Regions from separate parts of the Rattus norvegicus genome. Here region 2 is linked to region 1. A link is a contact called in public Hi-C data. All regions are on one chromosome and are shown on one strand. The core of a region is the stretch at or near the end of the contact, and the rest is flanking DNA. Distances in the headings are between cores, read along the strand shown. Region 1 holds the start of Osbpl11 (oxysterol binding protein-like 11). Region 2 has its middle 39 kb from the start of Osbpl11.

Region 1 (6,973 bases), core at 4,134-6,633:
AACCACACGGTGGCTCACAACCATCTGTAATGGGATCAGACATGCATGCAGGCAGAACACTGTATATATAATAAATAAATCTAAAAAATATATCTTTAAAAAAAAGTACTTTTTGAAGAATGGCAAGGAAAGGGGCCAGAGAGGACCAGAAGCCACATGGCAGAAGAAGAAACTGATTCCTGCGAATTGTCCTTCTCTCTCTCTCTCTCTCTTTCTCTCTCTCTCTCTCTCTCTCTCTCTCTCTCACACTGAATGAATAAATATTTTATTATAATTATAATACTGAAGAGTGGCGGGGGAAGCCTGTGAGAAAAGATGGGTGACCTTGAAGCTGAGGTGACCATGTCCCTGCATGTTCACCAACCACACAGGCTGGGTTGCTATTAGGATTCTGCACCTACAGAGACATCCAGGCAGGTCTAGTTGTAAAGTCAGAACATGGCTAGAAAGCTACACTTCCTTTGAGGGACAAAACCTTCTTTAATAGGTTCAGTGTGTTGACAGAGCTGACCTGCAGAAATACAGGATGTGGCTGGAGGGTTCAGAGGACAGGAAGGGTTTTTCTCACAGCTCGGGAGGGTGCAAGTTCTAGGACGAAGGGACAGTGTGTGCTTGCTTTCTGGTGTGAGCTCTTTCGCTAGTGCTAGCGTACAGATAACTGTTTTCTCCCTCCTCTCCATGGGAGGAGGTCTTGCTCCTACACAGTAACGCCTATGACAAGGACAACTGTCTACACCCCCTGATTTAGCTGTAATCATCTTTCAAAGGTCCTGCCTCCAAATACCACCTCACAGAAGGGAGAGTTAGGGCTTCAACATTCTGTGGGGATGAAGACACAATTCAGTCCTTCACAGAGATGTTACTACTGGATAGATGAGGAAATACAGATACAAAGAAGTTTATTAGATTCCTTGCCCAAAGCCACATGAGCCAGCTCATGTCAGTTTCATCTCTTTGAGCCACTATGAAGCTTCTCCCAGAAAAGGAGACTCATATCTACTGGCCAGCGGAATTGCTATGGACTTACCCCAACCTCCCTGGATCAGGCATCCCTCTGAAGGTTTCAAATCATAGTTTCCCCTCTCTGTGGACACTGAGCGAAGGTCGGATTTAGACCCTAATATTCAACAACAAATAAGACAAATATCTAGCTGGGCCTGGTGGTTGGAGGCTTGTAATCCCAGCTATGGGGGGATGCCGAGGCCAGAAATCACAAGTTCAAGGTTAGCCTTGGCAACTTAAGACCCCCGTCGTAAAATAAAAAGAACAACAGGGGGTTGGGGATTTAACTCAGTGGTAGAGCCCTTGCCTAGGAAGCTCAAGTTCCTGGGTTCCTGGGTTCGGTCCTCAGCTCTGGAAAAAAAAAGAAAAGAAAAACAGGGCTGAGGAAATAGCTGGATTGTAAAGCACTTGCTTAGCATGTCTGAGGTCCTGGGTCCCATCCCTAGTATCACAGCAGAACAAATCCATGCCAACGGTTTCCCTGGTTCTGATTCTGTAAGGGTCTCATCATAACTTACCCTGGTGAGTTTCTTACACAAAACAATGTAGCGACCTTTGAATTGCCCTCTCCGAGCCTGTACCGGTTTTCTTAGTAACTGAACTCCATGGTGGGTTTGGCTACCTGGAGCCAGTCCCTGACTCTTGCCACAGTACAACCCATGTTATCCCTCAATCCTGGGTTGACATGTGCTTCATCACACCCGCTGTGACTCCACCATCATTTATGACCCACTTCTGTGTAATTGCCTGCTATTAATAACCAGTCTGCCTTTCTCATTCATTAAAACCAACTCTCTCTACACTTAGAGTTTACTTTTCTAACAACCAAGGTCTCATGTATCCCGGTCTAGCCTCAGACTCACTATGTGGCTAAGGATAACCGGTTCTCTTGTCTCCGCCTCCCAAGTTCTGGGTTTACAGGGGTTGCCACCATACCTGGCTTGTGTGGTGCTGAGGGTACAACCCAGGGCTTGTTAGGCAAGCGCCGACAGAACTCCATCACCAGAGTGAACAATTTAAACAGCAGACTTACTGAGCGTCCTTCATCTACTGTCAACTCATCCCTTTATTTTTATTTTTTATTTTTTTTCCTTTTCTTTTTTTCCTGCCACCCATAGAAAAGTCCGGAAACCTCCTTTGTTCTGGAGTTTGAAGGTTTCCCTTCAGGACCCCATGATGTGGGAGCTCTCTCCTCTCCTAACACAGCTCCTCCCCGGACCTCTGAAGGCTTTCTTTCCCCCTACAGGGTTCTACCATGAAGTCTGTGGCAAGATCATCTATCTCTCTCCACTACTGCTCGTCTCTTTTGGGCCCAGTCAAACCTTGTCCCAACTATTGAGGCTCACACTACTGAGGCACACACACACACCCTGGCTATGAGGCTGCCACTCACCTCTCTCCAGCTGTGGGGCTCTCACCTCTCTCCAGCTGTGGGGCTGTCTCTCCCTCAGAATGGTGATGTTGTGTTCCCTCCTCTCCCCAGCTTGCTTGCCCTTTCTCTTTGTTTCTAACAGCATTGAATGTACAGTAAGATCCAAATTTCCTGCCTTTCTCCACCCTCACTCCATACCACTTTCCATGTCCTGCTCTAGGCTTCCAGGTGCCCACTTCATGGAGTAAGTACAGATGTTCATCCTTTAACATCCTTGTCTTCTGTTGGTATTCTGTCTAAGCTCCACCCCCACAGCTACCTGGGAACAGCCAGGTGCTCCGCCCCACAGTTGCCTGGCAACAGCCAGCTGTGCCTGACACTATAAAAGGGGCTTCTTGCCCCAACTTCTCTCTCTTGCTCCCCTTCCCCCCCCCCCCCCCCCCCGCTTACTCTGTTCTTTGCTGTTCTTGCCCCCTTCCCCCCCCCCACCCCCACGTGCCCATGGCAGGCCTTTCTCTCCTCTCCTCTTCCTCTCATTAAACCTCTCCATGTGGAACCATGTTGTCTGGGTGTGTTCTGTCCGGGCACTGGCTGAGATTTAACATCTTCCATCATTTCAAATGTTATTTTGTGAGACATCCCTTTATAAATGTTTTCCTTCTTTAAGTCAGGTTCTCCATTGCATCTCACTGATTAGGTTTCCTCCCCAACCAAAGTCCTTTTATTTATTTTTATTTTTATTTGTGGCGGTTACTTCCATATCGTCCAGTGTGATGAACTTAGTAAAACACGCCTTTTAGACAAGAACCCCCACTACACCCAAGGCTGTACCTGATAACCAGAACCCAGTGACATCACTCACTCATGATAACCATCAGACCCAGGACTATGCAGGCAGAGAACTTCATGCAGTTGGTTCCCTTGACGCCATATAAGACCAAGAACAATGTTCTTTAGATTTATTTATTTATTTATTATATATAAGTACACTGTAGCTGTCTTCAGACACACCAGAAGAGGACATCAGATCCCATTACAGATGGTTGTGAGCCACCATGTGGTTGCTGGGATTTGAACTCAGGACCTCTAGAAGAGCAGTCAGTGCTCTTAGCCGCTGAGCCATCTCTCCAGCCCACAATGTTCTTTAATAGTAATCCAACTCTGCCTTCTGTAAAGAGGAGAGTCTTGAATAGAAGGCACTATTGGCTGATACATACCTATGCATTCCACATAGGCCATCATCCCTACGTTCTTTTTGGGTTACACCTTGAACAACTTAAATGGAAATAGGAGACTGCAATTCTGGGCAAATGGGACGGTTACACAGTAAAGTTATCCCCAGGGTTGTCATGGCTGTCCTGGTTGCCAACCTGACTACATCTGGAATGAACTACAATCCGGAAATGGAGGGCACACCTGTGATCCAGATCTTGAGACTGAAAGACACAAGTTTCAGACCTAGATTTTGACATGGAGATCTTGAGGCATAGTGGCCATGAAAAGTTTAGGCCCAGGCAACATAGTATATGCCTTTAATCCCTGGAGACTGGGTTAAGTAGAGATCTCTGAGTTCAAGGTCAGCTTGGGACAAAGCAAGTGTTAGGATCAGGTGTGGTAGTACACACCTTTAATCTAAGCCACACCTTCTGCTGGAGATCTACATAAGGACATTGGAAGAAGGAAGATTCCTTCTTCTTTGACTGCTTGCACTTACTTGCTAGCACATCTATTGGAACCTACTTCTACAGAAGACCAGCTGAAACCAGCCTGGTGGGACTGAGCAACTGCTAGGCTCTTGGACTTCCCGTTCACAGCTGCGCATTGTTGGGTTAGTAGACTACAGACTCATTACAATATTCCCTTAATATAGAGAGACATTCCATATGTTCTGTGACTCTAGAGAACCCTAAGACAAGGGTTATTTCTCAAGTACACCAGTGTGGTTCTTTCAAATAATTGTTACCCAGGTTCATCTTGCCCACTTGGACTAGACTAAGACTTAACTGCAGGCCAAGCCTTGCAGATGGTTGTTGCAGATGCATTGCCCCTGAGTTGTGTCTTAGAGGAATGCTCTTTGATGGGCATAATGGCTCCTTGTAGGTAAAGATTGTCTCCTTTTGTTATGGGGGTGGAGCCTTAACTTGAGGTCAAGCTCAGGGGATAAACAATATGAGAAACTTATTTAGAGACCCTAAACTTCCATTCTAGTAAAAGTTTTCTTTCTTAAATTTGTAGCAAGCCTGGCTATAAACTACTGTTTTTTCTAGTCCTATTAGAAGAATTTGTCTTCTTTTAGCTAAACTCTACTTTGCGTAACTTAATATTTCCTAAGTAAGTTTATTAGTAATTCCTTTATATATCAAGTTCTCCTGCATCACCAAGAGCTCTAATTTCCTTTTCTTTCAGACTGATTTACCTTCATCCAATACCATGCTAGGTTTTTTGTTCCAAAATGACTGATCAGTTGTTTTTTGTCCCCCTTTGTTCTGTAAATTCTTGTTTTTTTAGGTTCCGGTAAAGGCAAGGAAGGAATAGGGCTCTACAAGAGAGTATAGGACCTGTTTAGAAAGGCCATTCCATTCCCTTTGTTTTTCCCTCCTTTCCCACCACCAGCTCCTTTTCTCCCTTGAGACTCCTGTCACCGCCTCCTTTCGGGCACGACTGCCCCAATCAAAGATGGCACCGTCGCTTCAGTTCTAGCGGAAATGAGCTCACGCGACACCGGAAAGGAAGGCGGGGAGAGCTATCAGGCGGGTGGGTGACCGGCTGTGGGTGGGGCGGCAGCCGGGGCCCTGGCTTTTACGTTTAGGGCTAAGAAAGCTCCAGGGAGCAGTTGACTCTGGTGAACTCCGCCGGGGTCCAGGGCTAGGGCTCTTGGAGGAGCCCGTGGTGAACCTTACGCCTCCGGCCCAAGCTGAAGCGGCCTCGGAGCCCGCGTCCCACCCGGCGGCGTCTGCCCGACCCTCCACGGGCTGCGCGCGACCGCTCCGGCTCAGTTCGGGGCTGCGGCGGGAACCGCCGAGCTGGCTGGACGGGCCTTTACTCCCGAGGACCCCGCTGAGGAGAAGAAGCACCGCGGCTGGCCCGACCCCGAGTCCTGAGGTCAGGCCGTGGGCTCCGGGGCTCCCGGGCCGTGGTCCCCGTCCTTGCCCCGCGTTCCCAGGCGGAGGATCGGCGACCTCGCCCGCGCCGCCCGGCTGCTCCTCGGAGTGTGGCACCGAGCCCTCTGGCGGGGTGATTTGTCCTCCTTGTTCTTGCTTGATAGAGGCATCTATTTGAAGGCTATCTGTGCTCTTTAAAACTTTTAACCAAAGTGGAAATGCGTGTCCTCTTTTTCTGGACCACTGTCGGTTTCCACTCTAGCCGAGGTCTGAGATCCCGCTGAGAGTGAAAAAGGGAAAAAGTACCTACAAAATAGCTCTGCACTTGGTCTCTCCCGCCCGAGAAGGGCAGATGAACTTTGGAGTTAAGATGCAGGGAGGTGAGCCCACATCAGTGATGAAAGTCTCCGAGAGTGAAGGGAAGCTAGAGGGCTTGGCCACAGCAGTGACCCCGAACAAGAACAGCGGCAACAGCAGCTGTGGGGGTGTCATCAGCAGTAGCAGCAGCAACAACAGCCGCGGTGGCAGTACAAAAGGCTGGCAGTACAGGTATGACCCTCCAAAGTGATGTTCTAAGGTGGCTCGGAGAGTGTTGGGGTCTGCATAGCCCAGTTGGAAGGCCACTTCCGAAGCGGCTGATAATCTGACTTGGAGATAGAACCCCGATTTCACGAACAGGGTTCACTTTCTTCAGAAATTCGTTCAACAGGTATTTATTTGTTGAGGCCCTCTGAAGAATTCAGAAATGTACCCCAGGATTTTCTCTGTTGCCCAAGGGTTTATCCTTCCTCTGCACTATTTATTTCTGCACTCACTTCTGGTTTTTTTTTTTTTTTTTGCCTCTGTTGTAGCCTGTTTACAAGTAAGCCTGAATGGTTGTTAGAACAGAAACTGTGGAACTCAGCGCTTTCAGAGGCGAATGCTGGACTCGACACTTGAGGAATGATTATACAAACAAGAGTCAGAGAAGACCTTACCCCTTTGGGCGCTTCTGACTTAGAGAAGGGGGGGAGGGTAAAAAGGCAGACAAACAGTAGAACTGGATAACTCTTGAGAAACTCTATATTCGTTACTTTGTACTAATACAAAATGGAAGACTTGGGGAAATAGCAAAAGCTTCATTTTGGTTTTGTTTTTTTTTTAAATTATATGTGTGCGAAGTGTAGGGAGAGATGACTACTCATAATTCTAAGAATGGATGGAGTTAGGGCATCCTATGATGTTGGATCTACACTGGTGAATACTGAAATTTTGGGTAACTGCCTGTTTACTTCTAGTTGGTTTTTGTTTGGTTGGTTTGGTTTTGGATTGTTTTAAGCTCTTTGACTGCACTTGTGAAACTTGGAAGGGGTTAGAACCAAGATTTTGTGAAAGATACATGTTTATCATGAATACTATTCATATATATGAAGGGAGTTTGTATTACAATATGCAAATATGGGCTGGGTGTGGTGGTACTCTCTTTTAATCCTGACACCCAGGAGGCAGGCAGGAGGAT
Region 2 (6,647 bases), core at 3,470-5,969, 38 kb before region 1:
CTTAGAATAGATGCATAGACATTTCCATCGCCAAAGAGCACAAGAATAAATTTTACTTTCCTTCAGTGACACTTTCTGCCTTATATTAGCTTATGGAGTTATTCTACTCATCACAAAGATTTTATTCTAAATGATATGAATATGTATATACCTATGTGTGGGGACGCGCTCATGAGTTGCACATGAGTTAGAGGCTGGAAGGAGGTGTTGGATCCTTAAATCCTAAATCCTAGAGCTGGAGTTGTTTCCTTTCTCTTGGATATGCTAAGGTGTATCATTTGGTGACTCTCTCTTGTAAGCCACCAATTGTAACGCCAGTTCAGCGTTTCAGCTTTTCCCTCCATTCTCTCTAGCTGTTAGTGCAAGTCAACCCTGTGCTTGCCCGTCCTGAACCCAGGTCAAGTAGGAGACATAACATCTCTCAGCGTTCGTCCTTCCAGCTTTGTCTCCTGAAATCCTAAGCTCAGGAGTATGGACCGCTCTCACCTGCATCTCGGTTCTGTGCCTCCTCACCCGCCCCCAGCCGCCCCTCCATCACCACCGCACCCCCTTGGATTTAACAGAACCAGTCTGGCTGCTTCCCTTTCTGCTACAAAGGCTTAGTGGAGCAAGTCTCCAGCAGGTCCCCATAATTACCACTCTTTCTGTGGTAAATCCTGGCACCAGCCATGCCTGAGCTTCTACCCTGTGGCGAGAGGCTCACAGAACACTCCTTTCCCTTGGCAAACGTTCATAACTTAGGGTTTTTTAGGGTGTGTGTGCACGGCCTGCGCATGCACGTGCGGTGTATACGCATGGCGTGCATATAAAGGCCGCAGGAGGCTGCCCTTCACCTTACAGAGACCGGGCTCTCAGTGACCCTGGAGCTGTGCTGGCAGTCAGCAGCTCCTGTCTCTGTCCCCCACAATGCTAGAGTTACAGGCATGTATGGCCATGCTCAACTTTTCATGGTCCTGAAGGTTTGAACTCAGGTCCTCATCCACTGACTCATCGCCATAGTCTAATAATAATAATAATAATAATAATAATAATAATAATAATAATAATAAATCATTATTATTATATTTAAAAGTTGTTATAGGGATCTGGAGAAATAGCTCAGCGGTTAAGAGTACTTACTGCAGGCTGGAGAGATGGCTCAATGGTTAAGAGCACCAACTGCTCTTCCAGAGGTCCTGAGTTCAAATCCCAGCAACTACATGGTGACTCACAATATAATAAATAAATAAATCTTTTTTTAAAAAGTGCTTGTTGCTCTTGCATGGGACCAGAATTCAGTTCCCAGGACCCTTGTTGGAGAAGTTGTAACATCTTGTAACACCAGCCTAAGGGGATCCTGTGGCCTATGAGAACACCTATGTTTACTTAAACATACCCCTCAAACACACACACACACACACACACACACACACACACACACACACACACACACACACACACACACACATAATTTAAAGTCCCTAAACATGAAAAAATATTGTTCTAAACAAAAAGAAATCAAAATTTTGTCTTTTTCTTTTTCTTTTTTTTTTTCTTTCGGAGCTGAGGACCAAACCCAGGGCCTTGCGCTTGCTAGGCAAGCGCTTTACCACTGAGCTAAATCCATAACCCCGCCACTTGGCATATCTAAGACTTTAGTTCACTGTCCCTGACTAAATTCAGAATGTTGTTAACCATCGATACTACCCATGATCCTCTCACCATCCGAACAGGTGCAGCAAGAACTCCCTGCAGCAACTAGGGCTCCGTAATCGGCCTTGATGCGGTGATTTTGCATATGCTAGATATTCAGAATGGCTGTTGGTTTTGGTCTGGTGTGTTTCACTTAACAAATGTTGTGAGGGCCTTGGACATTCTGCCTTGTTATTTGGTTTTGTGTGTGTGTGTGTGTGTGTGTGTGTGTGTGTGTGTGTGTGTGTGTGTGTGGGCATACTCACCTGTGTGTGCACACGTAGAAGCCAGAGGCCATTGTGGGGCCTTTCTTCTACCATGCTCTGCCTTACTGACGAGAGTCCCTTGTTGAGTCTGAAGCTTGGCATTTTGGCTAGTCTGGATGAGCAACAAGCCCTCAGGCCCTGTACCCCCCACCACCCCAGCTCTGAGGTTAAGGAACCATCATAGCCAGCTTTCTACAGTGCTGGAGATTCGAACCCAGGCCCTCAGGCTTGTACAGCAACAAACACCTCGCCCACTGAGCCCTTCCCAGCCCCTAGTTTTTCAATTTTTGAGGCAAAGCCTCATTACATAATTTAGGCTGGCTTTGTACTTGTAGCAATTCTCCTGCCTCAACTGCATAATATCCTGTTCTACATGCTACTTTATCCCTCCATGTGCCAGTTCCACTGGTGAACATGTGAGTTCTTTCTGCTTTCTGGTTATTGTGAACAATCCAAATGTCCTTCGATCTGTTTTTTTTTTTTTTTCTTTTTTCCGGAGCTGGGGACCGAACCCAGGGCCTTGTGCTTGCTAGGCAAGCGCTCTACCACTGAGCTAAATCCCCAACCCCCTTCGATCTGTTTTAAATGGTACTAGACACTGTCTGTATGAGGACTGGAATTCCTACGTCTTCTTCTAAGGTTAACTTGCTGAGGAATTACCAGACTGGCCTGCAGTCACCCCAGCATTCCCCATTCCCAAGCCATGTCCTTACTAATGCTTGTTATTCACTTAAAAGGAGCTGGGTCTGGGGTTCATGCTTGTAACTCCGGCACTCTGGAGACTGAGGCAGATAGATCTCTGTCCCTCGCGACCTCGTCAGTAAGAAAATACGTGGGGACATACGAATCCTTGCTTCAGCTAAAACGTTTATTGAATCTTAAGGAGAGCCCCGCGTGCCGGCATGGCGCGGCTTATATACACCCTAGCGCAGCGCATCCACACCTGATTGGTTGCTTACCCATGATCTCATTAGGCACGCCCCGGAGTGGGCAAAGACCTGGCACGAAGGCACTCTTGCACATGCGCACACAGTTAACTTCCTGAAAGGAAGTTGGCTGGCGCGGCGGAGGCCAGCGCCATCTTGTAATGGCGAAAGCTATCCTGGCCTTCCACATGGGGCACAATGGAAGCCAGCGCCATCTTGTGGTGGCGAATGTTATAGTGGCCCTCTACAGATCTCAATTTCAAGGCTAGCCTGGGCTCCATAGTGAGATTTCATCTAAAAGGAAACATGTATAAGTCTATCCTATCAGATATGAAGAGATTTTGAATTGCATCTCTCTAGTGAAGTTTAGCATTTTTCCCTGTGCTCTTTTTTTTTTTTTTTTTTTTTGGAGCTGAGGACCGAACCCAGGGCCTCACACTTGCTAGGCAAGCGCTCTACCACTGAGCTAAATCCCCAACCCCTTCCCTGTGCTTTTTGACAGTTTCTATGTCTTCTTTGGAGACATGTGTATTTCAGTCCTCACCATCTGTGTTAGGGTTGTTTGTGACTTGTTGATTTATTTTTTCTTAATATGAAGTAATATGTTCCCCAACTGCATTTTAATAATTTGATTTTAGTTAAATATTACAGATAGAGAAGGGAGTACAGCATAGAGAGATTTCTCATACCATGAAGACAGACAAAATGGATAGGAACTTTGGACTCCATGGCTTCTTTCCATTATATCAAAGGCCTCTGCACCCCAGGGTTCAGGGACATGCTGGGACAGAGTCATCCCTGTAAGTTTTGCTGTTCACCACGCTGGAGAGTCCTGGGTAGAAGTCACTTGTCCAACAGTCCCTGGATTAGATGCTTGTGTGATGGGAGCAGCAGACAGATACACTGGCCAGTACTCACTAGGGAGAAACTTTATGTCATTCTCAGTGCTGGGGTCCAGTGGGCAGAAGTAGACACCAGAGAGTCCACAGTTTGGGCCATGCTGGGTTGGACTTTGTGCAGGCAGATCTTGGTGACAGAGCTGGTGTCACTTGGTGGTGACATTGCCACTTCCCACTGGCTGCTAATGGTTGGGATTAAGTCAGGGTGTAGCCGGATGCTTGGCTACTTCATGGGTTCCCTTTTCTACCTCCCTACTCCGCCCTTTTCCCTTGAAAGCCACACCTCCCAACACTAGGTAGGAGAGAAGGTTAGAGGGGAAAGGGGGCATCAATATCATTCAACTACTTCAATTAACTATGGGCATTGAATTCCTTGGGGCAAGTTTGATCTTTGTAATCAGGATACCAGCAACCAGGAGCAGGAGGAGCAGCAGGAGGAACAGCCCCCCTTGGGGCTGTAGCATGTTTATACTTTCTCAAGAGTTCCCAGAATTCCAAATGTCCTGTCAGACACTTGCAGAAACCGTTTGCAGCTGGCAAAAGCATGCCTCTGCCAGAGCAGGAGGCAAATCATCGTAGCTGCTGTGGACGATCTAAAACAGCCCCACATCTGATACCCGGACTTAGAACAAAAACATAGCCCTATAACATTTCTGTGATTTTAAAGAAGCCAAAATCCTTATGACACAGGGTGTTCCTGTGCAGCCATAGTGACCATCAGCTTGTCATCTATCAGGACACCACTCCTGGCAGCCGTGGAGGAATCTGCAGACACCTCACTGGGCTCTTGGTCCTGTAGGCTCATGGCCAGTGCTACAGCTCCACAGAGTGCAGGGTTCTTTGTTTTGTTTTAAGCAACTATGAAAGCTGCTACTCTAGGTTACAGACAGACCGTGCATTCAGTTTTACTCGCAGCCTCGAGTTCCACCCAGCCTCAGACGATAGGCTGTGTTCCTTTCTAAATTCCAGGCCAGATGGGAAAACAGATTGCTCAACCAGAGCGGAGGTCCTTCTGGTCCTTGCAGATCTTAAGATAGAGCAACCGGAAAAAAAAAAAAACAAAAAAAACCCAAAAAACCAACCCCAGAGTGAAAACAAGAAGTGAAAGCTGGGAAGAGAAGCCTTTCAGTGATCTGTTTTACTGTTCCTCCCTCGCCAACCCAACAGATGTTCCTTGGGCTTTGTGTGGGGCGCGCATTATGGTGGAGCTGGGTGTGCGGCAGGCAAGGAGGTCTCCAAGCAGGCAAGACACAGCTTCTGAGACCGGATGCACAAGGATCCCAAAAGACATCCATGCCCTAATCCTGGGACCCGGGAACCCGTTCAGTGCCTGGCACCCAAAGGCTCATACAGGTTAGGCATTTGATGCCCCATTGAGCCGTATCCCCGACTCAGATGAAGAATTTTCAGATGGGATATTTCTCTCCATCAGCTGAGTGAGTCTAATGTAATGACGGGGGTTTTTTTGTTTGTTTGTTTGTTTGTTTTGTTTTGTTTTTGTTTTTGTTTTATAAGAAGGAGCCCAGGGGCTGGAGAGATGGCTCAGAGGTTAAGAGCACAGACTGCTCTTCCAGACGTCCTGAGTTCAATTCCCAGCAACCACATGGTGGCTCACAACCATCTGTAGTTAGATCCGATGCCCTCTTCTGGTGTGTCTGAAGACAGCTACAGTGTACTTGTATATGATAAATAAATAAATCTTTTTTTTTTTTTTTAAAAAAAGAGGGGTTGGGGATTTAGCTCAGTGGTAGAGCGCTTGCCTAGCAAGCGCAAGGCCCTGGGTTTGGTCCCCAGCTCCGGAAAAAAAAAAAAAAAAAAAAAAAAAAAAAAAAAAAAGAAGGAGCCCAAAGGGTTGGGGCTAAGGCTCAGTAGATAAACATTATGGGTCCCTGTACACACATGAACACATGTGCGCCCCTCCCACAGGAGGCTCAGCATGTCAATCATGGTGTTGAGGTAGCTTGGGGGTAACGATGCAACACAGTCAAGCCTGGTGCCCTGAGCTCACACACAGGGCGGACATCAAGAACGGACTCTTGCGAGTGTTCTCTGGCCCCAGCACAAGCACCATGGAGCACCCACACTTATACTTACATACATGGTAAATAAGTAAATAAATAAACATAAACACCTTAATAAAAATACAACATTGAAAACGAGCTACCCAAACAGAGCCGAATTAGGGTCAGAGGCAGGTTAGACAATAGCTTTGGGGCAGAGGTTTTGTTTTGTTTTGTTTAGATTTATTCATTTATTATATATAAGTACACTGTAGCTGTCTTCAGATGCACCAGAAGAGGGCATCAGATCTCCTTACAGATGGTTGTGAGCCACCATGTGGTTGCTGGGAATTGAACTCATGACCTCTGGAAGAGCAGTCGGGTGCTCTTAACCACTGAGCCACCTCTCCAGCCCGGGGCAGAGGTTTTTAAACAGGGACATGGAGTTTCAGGGTTACCCTGTTGTCCTTGCCATGAGGGAAGAGCCACTTAAAAACACATCCTATGGCCAGCCAAGATGGCTCCACAGGTAAAAGTACTCGCTATGTAGTCCTGATGTCCTGAGGATCAGGTCATGAATTCACCTGTTCGGTCTACACACACACACACACACACACACACACACACACACACACACACACACACACACACTAAATAAACAAACAACAAAACCAAAACCCACTTCTGTTTAGTTAGGCATGCCGGTGGGAGAGGCAGGACTTTGGAATGAGGAAGAGGAGGGAAGGATTAGAGGCTCTGTCTTCGAGAAGGTAGAACGGGCTACCCTTCCCTCTCTTGCTATCTTATATGGCACTGTCCTGTTCTTCCTTCCCCAGGTCCCCAACTGCAGGGTACTCTTTTCCCACCCCACCCCTCCCCTCGTGC

The links. Hi-C and Micro-C count contacts between places; a contact is called where the count stands out from the background.
Region 2: a contact with region 1 is called in a Hi-C map of liver, with 3 times the contacts expected there. The contact joins the enhancer-like site here to the promoter of Osbpl11 in region 1. A contact is called at or near these places in 5 of 12 Hi-C or Micro-C datasets (Schwann cells, kidney, liver and 1 more).

What each region holds. Positions count from the first base shown.
Region 1 is chr11:81,099,709-81,106,681 of GRCr8, reverse strand. It overlaps Osbpl11 (oxysterol binding protein-like 11), which reads left to right and starts at 5,383. Exons shown (of 13, transcript NM_001107090.2): 1 at 5,383-6,024. The coding sequence starts at 5,828.
Region 2 is chr11:81,137,028-81,143,674 of GRCr8, reverse strand. No RefSeq gene overlaps it. Among named protein-coding and RNA genes, the nearest start is that of Osbpl11, 39 kb to the right of the region's middle. Within about 2 kb of position 4,719, at least 20 of the 93 cell types and tissues checked have an H3K27ac peak or open chromatin away from gene starts, as enhancers often do. A contact at or near this core is called in liver, where this site is marked.